Linked DNA regions of Mus musculus: all the other regions are linked to region 1. A link is a contact called in public promoter capture Hi-C data. All regions are on one chromosome and are shown on one strand. Each heading gives the region's core, a stretch centred on a gene start, on an enhancer-like site or on the middle of the called end of the contact. The rest is flanking DNA. Distances are from core to core; before and after follow the strand shown. Region 1 holds the start of Tom1l2 (target of myb1-like 2 (chicken)). Region 2 holds the start of H3f4 (H3.4 histone). Region 3 holds the start of Iba57 (IBA57 homolog, iron-sulfur cluster assembly).

Evidence for each region. Promoter capture Hi-C pulls out the DNA fragments that hold promoters and counts their contacts.
Region 2: a contact with region 1 is called in a promoter capture Hi-C map of pre-B cells, with 8 times the contacts expected there. The contact joins the promoter of H3f4 here to the promoter of Tom1l2 in region 1. A contact is called at or near these places in 2 of 39 promoter capture datasets (hippocampal neurons and pre-B cells) and 2 of 9 other capture datasets (adipose tissue and liver).
Region 3: a contact with region 1 is called in a promoter capture Hi-C map of pre-B cells, with 5 times the contacts expected there. The contact joins the promoter of Iba57 here to the promoter of Tom1l2 in region 1.

Annotation. Positions count from the first base shown.
Region 1 is chr11:60,350,858-60,355,266 of GRCm38.p6, forward strand. It overlaps Tom1l2 (target of myb1-like 2 (chicken)), which reads right to left and starts at 2,048. Exons shown (of 15, transcript NM_153080.3): 1 at 1,900-2,048. The coding sequence starts at 1,951. It overlaps Drc3 (dynein regulatory complex subunit 3), which reads left to right and starts at 2,523. Exons shown (of 14, transcript NM_029044.2): 1 at 2,523-2,575; 2 at 3,245-3,343.
Region 2 is chr11:58,959,609-58,964,017 of GRCm38.p6, forward strand. H3f4 (H3.4 histone) reads left to right here and starts at 2,103. Exons shown (of 1, transcript NM_001318003.2): 1 at 2,103-2,665. The coding sequence starts at 2,204. The coding sequence ends at 2,614. It overlaps Trim17 (tripartite motif-containing 17), which reads left to right and starts at 4,173. Exons shown (of 7, transcript NM_031172.3): 1 at 4,173-4,261.
Region 3 is chr11:59,161,206-59,165,614 of GRCm38.p6, forward strand. It overlaps Iba57 (IBA57 homolog, iron-sulfur cluster assembly), which reads right to left and starts at 2,540. Exons shown (of 3, transcript NM_173785.6): 1 at 2,146-2,540. The coding sequence starts at 2,486.

The DNA.
Region 1 (4,409 bases), core at 798-3,297:
AAGAGATACTTGAGTGAACATCAGAGAAAGAAGCGTCATAGAAGTGGGAAAAGACTTTCAGGTCCCAGAATCCATGATCACTTATAAAAGACACTTTATCAAAAAAGAACAGAATGGCAGGGTGTGGTGGCACACACCTTTAATCCCAGCACGTGAGAGGCAGAGGCAAGCGAATTTCTGAGTTTGAGGCCAGCCTGGTCTACAAAGTGAGTTCCAGGACAGCCAGGGCTACACCGAGAAACCCTGTCTCAAAAAACAAAAACAAAAAGCCAAAAGCCAAAAACCAAAACCAAACAAACAAAAAACCCAAAAGGAACAGAATGCTCCCAAATGTCAATCAACAACAGAAAAAGCCTCCGTAAGTTTGTAAGCTTAACAACAGAAAAGTAGGCTATAAATTCATATACAAAGTAGAAACAAGCAAGTCTCTACTGCTTGAACTATAAGACCCATAAGGATAGTACAGAGCCCAGTTCATAAAAGATGATTTCAACCAGCCGGCAGACCCAACTTTAATTTTCAAAAATGTTACATATGTGGGCGTTTTGTTTGCCTGTCTGTGCACCATTTACATGGTATGTTTAGGTATGTATATAAAAGACACCAGAAGAGGGCAATCAATCCCCTGGATGTGAAGTTACAGCCAGTTGTGAGCCACTATGCAGTGCCAGGGCCTGAATCTGGATTAACAGCCAATGTCTTTAACCGGTGAGCCAGTTCTCCAGCCCCAAGTTTGTTTGTTTTTAAAGCTAGTCAGCACTTTTGACTGATCTGTTGGCATAAGCTCCCACCTTGGATGAAAGGCCAAATTGCTTTATTATTCATTACTTGCAGTGCTGGATCCTAGATCAAATCCAGGATTTTGTGTGTGCTAAGTTAATGCTCTACCACTGGACTATTCCCTGGTCTGCCAGTGTTTTCTTCTGTAAGGAAACTTCACAGCGGCCAGTGCCATTCCTTATGCAGCATGCGGCCCGCCTCTAACTCCTTACACTACTGACAGCTGCTCTGATTACTCTACTACCACTTTATGTAGTGGGAGAGCAAGAGGCAATGTAAGGAGACGCTTAATATCAACAAGGAAGATTCAGAACTTTAGAACTTGAAGAGTCCCACCACATCTTATCTCCAAATACCCCGTGTGGCAGACAAGAGAACGTCAAAATATAAAGCGCACAAGGTCAGGAGGAGCGTCCCTGGCAAAGTCACTACTGGAGTCCAAGTTTCCGGGATCCAATGGACTGCTTATCAACAAAGCAGCCCTGCCTCCCTTCTTTCCTAGGAGGCCTAGGAGATTCTGCCGCCACGCCATCCCCCTGCCAAGCCAGTCACTTTCCCCGAGGGCCTCCCCCATCCCAGTCCCTCCTACAGCCTGACTGAGTTGCAGCTCAAATTAGAAGTCGTGCAGCATGGGGCATTTTCTGGGAAAGTGCCCAGCCTCAGAGCCATTGGTACCAATGAGCAGGGACAAGGACGGAAGAAAGAGTTCCATTCCACAAAGGCTCCGGGAGACAGAGGCCCTGGGAGCAAAGGCAGCGAGATACCTGGGGAAGAGTACTCGCAGTGACATCTCCCAATACGCAAGGGTAAGCAGACTAGCATGGACACTACTTCTGGGGAGAGACTTGAAAGGCTGGGCCCTGATGGGCAGGGATGCCGGGGACCTCTCTAAGTCCAATCGGCACCTCGGGGGAGCCTCCTTGTAGGGTGAGGTGGCACCAGCGTCAGGCAGAGGCCTCGTGACAAGGATGCCCAGTCCACCTTTGAGATGACACCACTTATTGGCAGAGGCCCAACCCGCACGTGAGGTGATTTCAGTGCCGGGAGGAGGCCCGCGGATCTCACCAGCCCGGTCAGCCGCTGTGGCTCACTCGACGCCTGCCCCACGCGCGGCCTTACCAAGACACTGCCCTACAGGGGTGCTGAACGGATTCCCCAGCAGGAACTCCATCTCGGCGGGCCTCGTTCCAGCCCGGACTCCTGTGTGCCACGGGTCTCCGCTGCCCGCGCCGCGTTCTGCCCTGACTGACACTTGCCCCCGCCCCACCCTCCGGAACGCTGAGCGCCCGGCCTGACCTCGCCCTCTGGGTGCATCTCTATTGGGCAGCGTCTAACCAGCCCACTTCCGATTGGACGACACTCCACTCTCAGTGAAGTCCCACCCACCCCGCGGCGTCCGATTGGGCACGAAGCAAGCTAAGTCACTAGGGTCTCCGTCAGCCTAGCGGCACAACCCCCGGACCCGCCTCCAAACGAGTGGCCGTTCTTCTTGATTCATTAGCACGTTGGTCAGTCTAGAGAATCTTTACTATTATTGGATAAAAGGTGTGTCAATCGTTTACATAGGCGGGCAGAAAGAAAGCGTAACTAGAAGTTGAAGCTCGTTGACTGTGCTGATTGGAGAAACGTTTGTTTTCTTCAAGTCTGGTTGGTGTTAGAAATATGGCCACGTGACGAATCAACTTTCACCCAGGATATTTATCGCTTGACTTCCCCTTAGCAACCAAGTGGCGGTGTTTGGTTCCCCAGCAACCAAACGAAGCGTCTACTGCAAGGGGAGACAGTCCTTAGGAAGGTAAGAATCAAGAGTTTAGCTCCAGAAGATTAGAGGTTGCATGATTGAGGTCTGTCTTGTAACTCTTCTTGGAGGACTCCGACCTGACCCGTCTCATCTGTAAAATGAGCACACATGTCATTTTTACACTTGTACTGAGACTTAATCGGGCTTTTGAAAAAGAAAAGAGCGTATAAAATCTTAAACTAGCAAAAGCAAGTAGGAAAAGGGTCCATCAGCCAGTTTCCTGGCCTGATTCGTTTCACTGAAAGAGAGGTACCCGATACACTGATAACTCATTCTAGAGTTTGGCTGTTATATCCATCCTCTTGATCTGCAATAAGGTATTTCATTTGGTGCCGTATGAAGTGTTTGCGATGAGAATAAAGATATCAAGGTTCCATCTCAGTCTCTGTCAGTAATTCACTCTATGACTTTGGTCACAGACCCCCCCCCCGGCCCCCCACATACACACATACCTCAAGCCTCAATTTCCCTATCTGGGAAGTAGGGACACTAAGATGTCCCTTTTAAATAGCTCCCAGAACTGGCATGGAGTTAAATAAGTGGAGTGCACTGAGAGTACGACAAGGACTTATTCTCATCAGTTGCTTTTATTCTCATTACTGTGGGACTCATAGGGTCTACATAGTGTTTCAGGTCCAGCTAACCCAGGCTGTTGTTTCCCAGGTAAACCAGTGACGAGGCTACCTGGTTGATTTGTTTGTAAAGCTTTCTGCTGCTTCTCCACATCCTACCTCTGGTCTTCACCAAGGACACTATCATCAGGCAAGTCAATGGGACCCCCATTTGGATAAATTATTGACATCCTCCCCATAGGGGAGGATTCTTTGGGCCTTGTTCTGTAGGCAGAGAACATGTGACAATGTCTGTCCCTAGTGTGCTGGGTACAATAGAGTTGTGATTAAGAAAGTGGATTCTGTGTTAGACATGAGGTCGTGCCTCTTGGTAAATCTTCATATTAGTCAATCGAGAAATTTCTCTTACAGAGATCCCTACTGTGTGCTTTCATAGTTCCATACACCCACTAACCTGTCAATGTTTGTAAGTAGATATTGGGATAATTTATTTAATTCAAGTGTGGTTCAGAAGTCAGGCCACACCTCTTCAGTATCCTTTCACAAGGTTGGTTATAGAGAGCCGCTCTGACCTTGTAGCTTTCACAAAGTTCTCTCTTTCACTCCTTACAGATGTGAGCAAACCCAGCTTCCCCTGATTCCTGGGCCAAGACATACCTGAATTGCAACTTTACTCTCTTAACTAAGCCTGCCACCGTGCCAGGAGTCATGTAGACTAGGTCAGGTCAGGTCACATGGTATAGAACTAAAAGCCACCACTGTCGTTGTCCCCCCCCCCGCCCCCCAAAACTGTGAGTCGTAAGTCCCTTTGTTCTCTGGATCTGAGGGAGCTAATGGAACTGGAAGATTTGTCTTTCTCTTCTGGGCACCATGTGGCTGCCAAGATTCTGATGCAATCTCTCCTAGTGCCCTCTCACTTCAGGGCTCCTCATGGCTGTCTGTGGCCTCGAACCTCTGACTCTCCTAGCAAAATTCTTCTGGAGGGCAATTGATTTTAGCACTACTCCTCTTTCAAACACTATTATTGGGTCAATCAATTACTTTAGCTTAGGCATAACCTTCCAAACTAGATTTTGTCTCAGACCTTCCTATAAACTAAGTTCCTAGTGATGTCCCACCCCTCTGTATTACAACCACTCTGGTCACTCACTTTCCCCTCCCCTCCCCTTCCTTTCCTTTCCATTTTTGTTTGTTTGTTTGTTTGTTTTGACACAGGTCCCTCTGTGTAGCTCAAGCTGGCCTCATACTATGTAGAC
Region 2 (4,409 bases), core at 853-3,352, 1.4 Mb before region 1:
CCCATCTTCCACCCCTAACACTAAACCTTCATTTGATCCTTTCCCACAAGGCATAGGTGCAGATCGAATAATGAATGGGGGAAATTTAATAGGGAAAGAAAACTACAGGCTCCAGAAAGGAAAGAAGATCCTTCTCAGATTTTGAGACGCTGCTCTGCATTACATCCAGCCTTGTATGGTGTGACTTCTCTGGGAAGCTCGGCGCAGTCTAGTTGAAATAAAATAAAAGAAATTAAAAAAAAAAAATTAAGATTACAGCAGTGGCTTCCATAGGTGCAGCGCCCAGCTCGGGAACCAACGCGGTGACAGCTGTAGTCTGGCCTTGCCGAGGTTTGGGGGTGCGGGAGTGTGGGAGCGTGAGCACCGGGGTGTAGAGAAGGTTTCCCGCGTCCTCTGATGGGCACCTCGGCCTTGGGTGCTGGAGAAGCGACGCGCTTTGCCCTCTCCGGCTCCGGAGCATGGGCATGCTCGGGGGCGTTTTCTGATTGGTCAGTCCAAAAGCTCTGACTGATCCAATTGGCTGTGTGAGGTGCAAGATGGACAGCTCCTTCCTCCCTGGCTCCCTCAGAATTTCAAGCCCTGTGTGTGTCGCCGATGTCTCACAGGGTCGTACATTCCCAGAGGCAAGAGTTTCGGTTCTTTCTGAACGTGAAGCTATTTTCCCTGTCACTGTATCCATAAGCTGGCACTAGAGAGTGGCGCGGGCCGGGACGTCCCGGTTCCTGGGCACCACCAATGGACGACCCACGTCCTCCGGTTGGCGTAGCGCCTACCCGCGACCGCACACCGCAGGCACGGGCTCGGGATTCCCCGCTTTGGCGTTCACCGGCGTCAGTTTAAACTACACATACACGTTTGGAAGCAAAACACCATGATTGTCAGTGAGTTCTATTTTTTAACCAAATCCGTAAAGATGCACCACAGTTTGATTTCTATCCTTTTCTGGACTCACGTTTTTTGAAATTATGTGGACGACATTTCTCATCCTCTGACGTGATCTAAATAATCATTATTACTATTGTTTGATACCCTGATTGTGACCTTTGGGGGAATCCTTGAATACAGCCCATGTTATCCTTGAAAGCCTTTGCTTCAGAAATCCTTTTTTTTTTTTTTTTCCTAATTTTCTTTCAGATCTAAAGATGTTTTATTTTGTTTGATAAAGCGTCATTTCAGTGTACTCTAAGCCTCAAAATTATTATCCTTCTGATTCAGCTACCGAGTACTGAAGTTATAAGCATGGACTACTGTTCTTTGAGTCATATCTTCTAGTTTTTTTTTTTTTTTAATTAACGTACGTTAACTGTGCTTAGTAATGGGTTTCATTTTGATAACTTCACACACACACACACACACACACACACACACACACACACACACACACCAGCTCTCCCCTTTTTTTCCTCTTCCCTCTGGTCCCTTTCTCTCTATAAATACCACCCCGACCCCATTTTTATGCTTTTTTTTTTTTTTTTTTTTTAATCTAGCTTCCACATGCTAGAGAACCCATGCCATGCTTTTCTTCCTGCCTGGATCCAGCTTACTTAACACTGTGATCTTGAGTTCTTTCCATTGTTCCAGCAAACGACACAATTTCTTTTCGTTTTTCTCTTTATTTTTTTCCATCTCTACCCCTCCCTATTTTTAAAAAATAGTGTTAATACTATGTAGCCCTGGCTAACCTCAAACACACAGATATCCACCATCCTTTGCCTCCCGAGTCCTGGAATTAAGCTTAACTGCTGAGCTACCTCCAGCCCTCGCCCCCAGGGGCGTCCTCAGACCAGGTGGATGTTTTTTTAGTATTCCAGAACTCAGGAAAACTATGCCTCGTTGTTATATAAAGGAAGCATGCAGAAAGGTTCTAGAAGGTTCTTTGTGTCTTGGGAGTCGAGGCAAGATTGTTTTGTTTTTTTATTTAACAACAACAATAAAAGCTCCAAGAAAGCGACTTGAGTTTTTTCCACAGACCCCGCTGCCCTCCTACCGAGCCGCAACTAACAGTTCCAGAGTCCACACCACTCAGAGAGAATATAAGAGGCAGGGTGTAAAGTCAATCCCCCAATGGACCAATCAGAGTGCAGCATCCCATAATGCCACCTGGTGGGCAGCCAATAGGAATGTAGCTGGGTCTATAAAAGCAGTGCTACTCGCCCCCCACATTGTGCACCTGAGGAGCAAGGGAGGCGGACGATTCAGGAAGATGGCACGCACCAAGCAGACGGCACGGAAGTCGACGGGAGGCAAGGCTCCGCGCAAGCAGCTAGCCACGAAGGTGGCCCGCAAGAGCGCCCCGGCCACCGGGGGCGTGAAGAAGCCGCACCGCTACCACCCTGGCACGGTGGCGCTGCGCGAGATCCGGCGCTACCAGAAGTCCACCGAGCTGCTGATTCGCAAGTTGCCATTCCAGCGCTTGGTGCGTGAGATCGCCCAGGACTTCAAGACCGACCTGCGCTTCCAGAGCTCCGCGGTGATGGCGCTGCAGGAGGCCTGCGAGTCGTACCTCGTGGGGCTGTTCGAAGACACGAACCTGTGCGCTATCCACGCCAAGCGGGTGACCATCATGCCCAAAGACATCCAGTTGGCTCGGCGCATCCGCGGAGAACGGGCTTAGGCTCCCACAGGCACCGCTCATGAACCCAACGGCTCTTTTCAGAGCCACCCACAGAGTCAGAAAAAGTGTCTGTAACGTAGACTTAGGTGTCCTGTCTCCTCAGGAGGTGAAGACAAGGTGGCCGGCAATCGAAGTGTCTCCCCAGATCAGTCTAGAGGGCTTAGCAGCTAATCCTTGCCCATTGAGCTATTTGACTTGCAGCTCCGTCCTATTCTAACCTGCCTTCCCTTGATAGGTATAGTGGCCTGAGCCCTTGTACTACAAGATGATGGTTGTGTTGCTGACTGGTTTTACCAAGTGAAGGTAGCTCCTACCGGCAGTAAACGTGCTATGTTTGCATAGTTGATAGTATCCAAACGCATCTGCTCAGTAACCAAGTTACTTATGTTTTGTGTTTTAAGGCTCATAATGCCTGGTATTAAAAAGGCTAGCTATTCCTGTACTTGAAAAGTTGGCCTTTCTCCTGATGGAAAGCCCAGTGAACTGCCTTTGATTAAAGTTAATTTTGCCCATCTGTTAACGGCGGCAGCAAAAGAGTCAGGAAAGTGTTAACTTACATATTTCCAGGGGACACATCCAGAGAATCCTGTCTTAAACGATTCCTGTAGGGTACGAAAGTCTAGCTGTTGTCTTGACTCAACCTGAGTTGTAAGCAATAGGAACCTCTCTTATCAAAAGGATGTTTTGCGCTGGAGTTTAATTCTCTGAGCCTTGGTTTTTCATACTGTCCAGTACTGTATGACTTCTGAGCCATACAAAAAGGGTGGTGTTCAGAGATGACCGGCATGGAGACTAACCGGCTTGATCAGAAATCAAACTGGGAGGAACCCGAGATGGTTAACTGAACTGCATTAGTGGAGGGCTGAGGGGAATAGCCTGAATAAGCCTGTGAGGTTAACACAGAAAACTTTACCTCTCCTTTGTAGTGGAATCACTCATTAATGCCAATGTTAAATACATAAATTACTCCTAGGGTGTGCATATAATATAAGTATGCAACTGAAGAGTTTTGAAGCCCATTATGTCTCCAAGCCCAGGGATGGGGGAGCAGGGGAGGGCAAGGAGGCAGAGGGGAGGTAGAGGGGGGCAGGATGGGGGGGTGGGTGAGTCTAAAGACTGTTTGTGTAGCCTTGGCTGTCCTGGAACTCCCTCTGGCCTCAAATTCAGAGATGAGCCTGCCTCTGCCTCCGCCTCCCGAGTGCTGAAATTAAAGGCAGGGATCACCACCTCCCAACTTTGAGTTGCTAATTTCTAAATTGCCCCCTTTTCATTTTCCTAGCCTCAATCCATGCAAACCCGACCACATTTTCCCTGCATTCCCCACCTGAGTCTCCACCTAATCTCTTTGCCCTATTGATCTATTTATTGGTCCCACAAATATGGTCTAGCGAAGCCATATTTCTGTCACCGCCCCCTTCTCCCTGGCTCCACCCTAAGCAACGAAGCCCCCGCCTCCTCCCTTCGGTGTAGCAGCCTCAGCCCCGCCCCCGCGGCATCTCTGCCAAGCAACCTGCCTGCGTGAGTTGACGCCACAATGGCCCTCTGCCCCAGCTCCTGGTCTTCCCTAGTGCTGTAGCACAAACCCAGCCTTTCCCCCATGCGGCGCACTTGCCCCTGGCACCTGGCGCAGTGCAAGGCTCCTTCCTTGTGAGTAACCACCGTCCAGAGAATTCGCTCGCTCACTCACTGTCTGGGTCGAGACTAGGGGGTTCCTTCTCCTGTCCCCACCAAAGTCAAACCATAAGCTTCAAACCGTGGACCACTCTGATTACGTGGGTCTCCTGGATGAGCCCTC
Region 3 (4,409 bases), core at 1,290-3,789, 1.2 Mb before region 1:
AATGGACAGCAGCTCCCTGGTAGCCTAGAAGAGGATCTGCTGTAACTATTGCTAAAGATGCAGCGTTATGGCTGTCCAAAACACAATCCTCAGTCATTACGAAGGTTGCCGATAGGCAAGTCTGTGATTGGTCCAAACATCCTTTCTGGGGCGATACAAACAGGCTGTGAAGGCTCACTTAGTGAGGTTGTGGGAAGACTTTCCTGAGCTTTGCCCCAGTGTGGGAGCAGCAGGCCCGAGAAAAGGCTTCTCTCCATTTTCTTTTCTTGCTTTCTGTAGTGTGGGCTGGGCTGGTAACAGAAAGAAGCAGCAGAGACAGCAGAGGTCAGCAGAGGCGGTGGAACTGCAGTGGTGGCGGCAGCAGCTGAGCAGTTGACAAGCCAAAGCTGCAGGGAAGGCAAGCCTGCCAGCTGTCTGACAGCTGAAGCGACAGCTGAGCAGTTCAACAACAGCCTGGGCAGGAAGAAAGATGGCAGACAGAGAGTGATAGCAAGCTGAGACTGAAGAAGGAGAAACGATTACAAAGAGCCAGAGAAGAGAAACTGCAGACCCAAGTCACTGAAGAGTCCAGGGAGCTGCCAATCAAACCTTCAGAGCCAAGGGTCTGAGACCCTGTGTAGAGGAGCAGTGACAACAGCTGGTATCAACAGCTAAGGAATCTCAACTTCCATAGCCCGTACAAGAGCTGTAACACTGGCTGCTGCCAAGACTAGAGGAATCCCTATATGAGGTCCACAAGACCTGTAAACACATGCAGGACCAAGGCTGAAGACGCTTAGGGTCTTTAACACGAGAGGGCAACTGCTTCTATACTAGCAACCACTGCCAATCACCATGAGGAATGGAAGCCACCAAAGACTAGCGCTTGAATCAACTCCAGCTGCCTATTGGTAACATGGAGAGATGATGGCGACCTGGAAACACAGGCAGATCCAAGGCTCCAGTATGGAGTCCATGCATGTTTTCTACAAAGGGCAATGACTGGCTTAGGCTTAAGGCCCTGAGTCACCACAGCCCGAACACTGCCTGGAAGACACCATCCCAGGGTTCACACAGAACTCTATATGCCAAAGCATCACAGTGGGTCTGGCCCATGGGTTGTCATTTGCTGACACAGTTCTAGATTCAGAGATTCACTAAGCGAAGTAATGTGGGAAAAGGATCTCTAGGAAGCACATCACTGTGGCCTTTCAGCACCTGGAGACAGGCACTCTAGATTTCCCCCCACAGAATGCAGACAACTACTGGATAGTGGTGCCATGGCTGTCAATTCTCATCCACCACTCTCATCCTGGAATAGCTACCCTCAGGGGTTCAGGAACTGTTCTCCAGATATGAGGATTCCCCATATACTCCCAATGAGCATCTAGGGGCTACTGAAGAGGCTCACCAAAAACCAACTTGGAAAGACACCGGGTAGCTGAGACAGGCAGCCAGGCCTGGACTTTGGTAGGAGTCAAGGGACAGCTCAGGGACAGGATAGGGAGGGCGGGTCTTCACATGCCTACTAGACAATGCTGAGACTTCACGACTTAGATCCTATAAAGGTGAGCAGCTGAAGACTCAATGCTATAGACGCAGGCCCTGCCCAGACTGGCCAGCAAACACTATTTACAGTCACAGTCAGGTCTGCTGTATAGATAATGAGACCATACAGGCAAACAGCTGGCACTGCAAAGAGGAACCAGAAATAAGGGAAAAACTGGATTCTCAGAACACTGGGACAATCTGTCACTGTGGAGAGGCTGTGCAGAGAGTGGCTTTTTGAATAAAGTCCCACGAACCAGCGAAATCTTTCTAAGAAGTGAGGAGGGAGGGACAAAGCTGAAGCACCCATCTTGAAAATAACTCCAGAAGCTTCTGACTTGACTGGTTGGGGTCCCAGGCACAACGCTCTGTGCAAGTAACTAGCGCAACCTGGATGCCTTCCATGGGACATCCGCCTCTAGGTGACCCCTTCCCTAAGTCTAGATTGTCCTCAGAAAGTCATTTCCAGAATAATCTAATTATGCCTCTTCCCAAGGGTGTCTAGCCAGTATTCCCTAGAAATCTTATCCTGGACATCCTTCCTGGGATTCTGGAGGTCTGCTCCCTCAGCACTCTAACGACCCTACTGCCCCGCCCTGCTGCCCCGCCCAAGCTCACCCATACAGAATGACGTCATAGAGCGTGCGTCCCTGCACATTCAGGAAATGGGCATACGCCGCACGCGCAGAGGGCTGAGCCGCGCCGGTCGGAGGCCCCGAAAGCGGCAGCTCATTGGTCGATAGTCCCAACAGGAAGGGTGCAGCGTCCGGGCCGCGCACGCGCACTAAGGCGCGCCCGTCCAGCCGGAAGCAAGTCCAGGCCACACCGTCCGCGGGGTTGCTGCCAAGAAGGCCAAAGCCACGGGCTAGGCAGTGACTCGCGGTCCCGCTCAGCCGCCAGTGCCAAGCTGGGCTTCTGCGCCCCACAGCCGCGCCCCGAAGCAGCGCCACCGCTGCCATCTTGGGCGCTAAGTGAAGGCGGGCACCACAGCGGCCCCGGGCGGCGGCGGCGGCGGCGGCGGCTGGCGACGCGCGTGCGTGGGGGGGAAAGTGGGCGGGACCTCAGCCAGTGGATGGGTGCGCAAGCCCAGATAAACACCAAGGCTAGAGCCACCCGGTGACCCTTTCCTTAGTTGGCTCCTGGTCAAACCGCTTGTGGTCGTGGTAAATAAGTAAACATGAAATCTGCCATCTTACCTCGGTCCTGGTGTGCAATCCCAGCCAGCCTCTCGGGGGGCAGAGGCAGGAGGATGCGTGTTCAAGACCTGCCTGTGCAACTTAAAATGAATATCCTGTCTCCGAATAAAAAGTTGAAGATAGATAGCTCAGTGGTAGAGCATTTCCTAGCAGGCAGGAAGCCATGGTTCCCATCCCCAGTACTGCCCAGAAAAAAAGGAGGAAAAAAGTTAGGCATTTCCTTGTTCACGGTTAAATACGAACAGTATAAAATGTATTATCTTCACCACTGTTACTTTGTTATTGCTATACTAAACATGACCAAAAGCAACTTGGGAAGAAAAGGGGTTCACTTCATTTGAAAACTCTCAGGTCACACCCACTTACAGAGAGAACTCAGGGCAGGAACTGAAGCAGAAGCCCTGGAAGAGGGCTCTTACCGGCCAGCTTCTGATGGCTTGTCCAGCCTGCTTTTTGATACGACCCAGGAGCACCTGTCCACAGTGAGCTGGGCCCTCTCACATCAGTCATTGATGTGATATAAGCCAAGACCTGTTTAGAGGCCAAGCTTATGGAGGCGTTTTCTGAATCTTCCCAGATATCGCTAGGCTTGTGGCAAGTTGATGAAAGCCAGCCAGCGAGACCACTTTTAGTGCATTTATATCGGCATTGTTCAAACGGCTGCGCAGCCCTCACTATCATCCAACTCCAGAACTTTTTATCTCCCAATCATCCAACTCCAGAACGTTGACTCCTCCCAGAACACACACTCAGCCGCTGGTGCCCACAGTTGGCTTTCTGCCCTTGTGGGTTGGAAGCCTCTGAGAACCAGTGCCTGTCCTCTTGCACCTGGCTCTCTTCATGGAGCACCCATCCTCAGTATAGCACGTATCAGAATTCCCTTCCCTTTTTAAGAATTGTATTTTATAGCTGGGCATGGTGGCACACACCTTTAATCCCAGCACTTGGGAGACAGAGGCAGGTGGATTTCTGAGTTTGAGGCCAGCCTGGTCTACAGAGTGAGTTCCAGGACAGCCAGGGCTATACAGAGAAATCCTGTATCGAAAAAAAATTTTTTTATTACGGTAATGCCTACCTTTCCCTATGTGCTGAGCTGGCAACGGGTACTTGGGAGGTCTCCAATTCTTGGAGCCAGGAAAAGTGTTGCTATGAAAACAACTACACGGATGTCTCTTTGAGTCCCTGTTCTTGGGTCTTTGGGGCATACTGGATCATATTGCTACCAGGGAAACTGGAGTTCCTTTTGTGTGTTCTTAGTCTTATTAACAAAAGAATTTCGAAATGGACTTGGAGCTTGGTAGTGGCGCATGCCTTTAACACCAGCATTGGCTGGGCAGAGGCAGGCAGGTCTCTGTAAGCCCTGGCTAGTCTACAGAGCTAGTATCAAGACAGTCAGGGATACACAAATAAGCCCTATCTTGTGGGAAGGGGAGAAGAAAATTAACAGTTGAGAGAAAAACCTACAAAGAAAGTAGATGTGTTGCATAGTTCTTTTATGTCAACTTGACACAGGCTAAAGTCATCTGAGAGGAAGGAACCGCAATTAAGAAAATGCCTCCATAAGATCTGGCTTTAGGCACGTCTGTATGGCATTTTCTTAATTAGTGATTGATGGAGGAGGGCCAGGCCCATTGTGAGTAGGGCCATCCCTGGGCTGCTTGTCCTGGATTCTATAAGAAAGCAGAC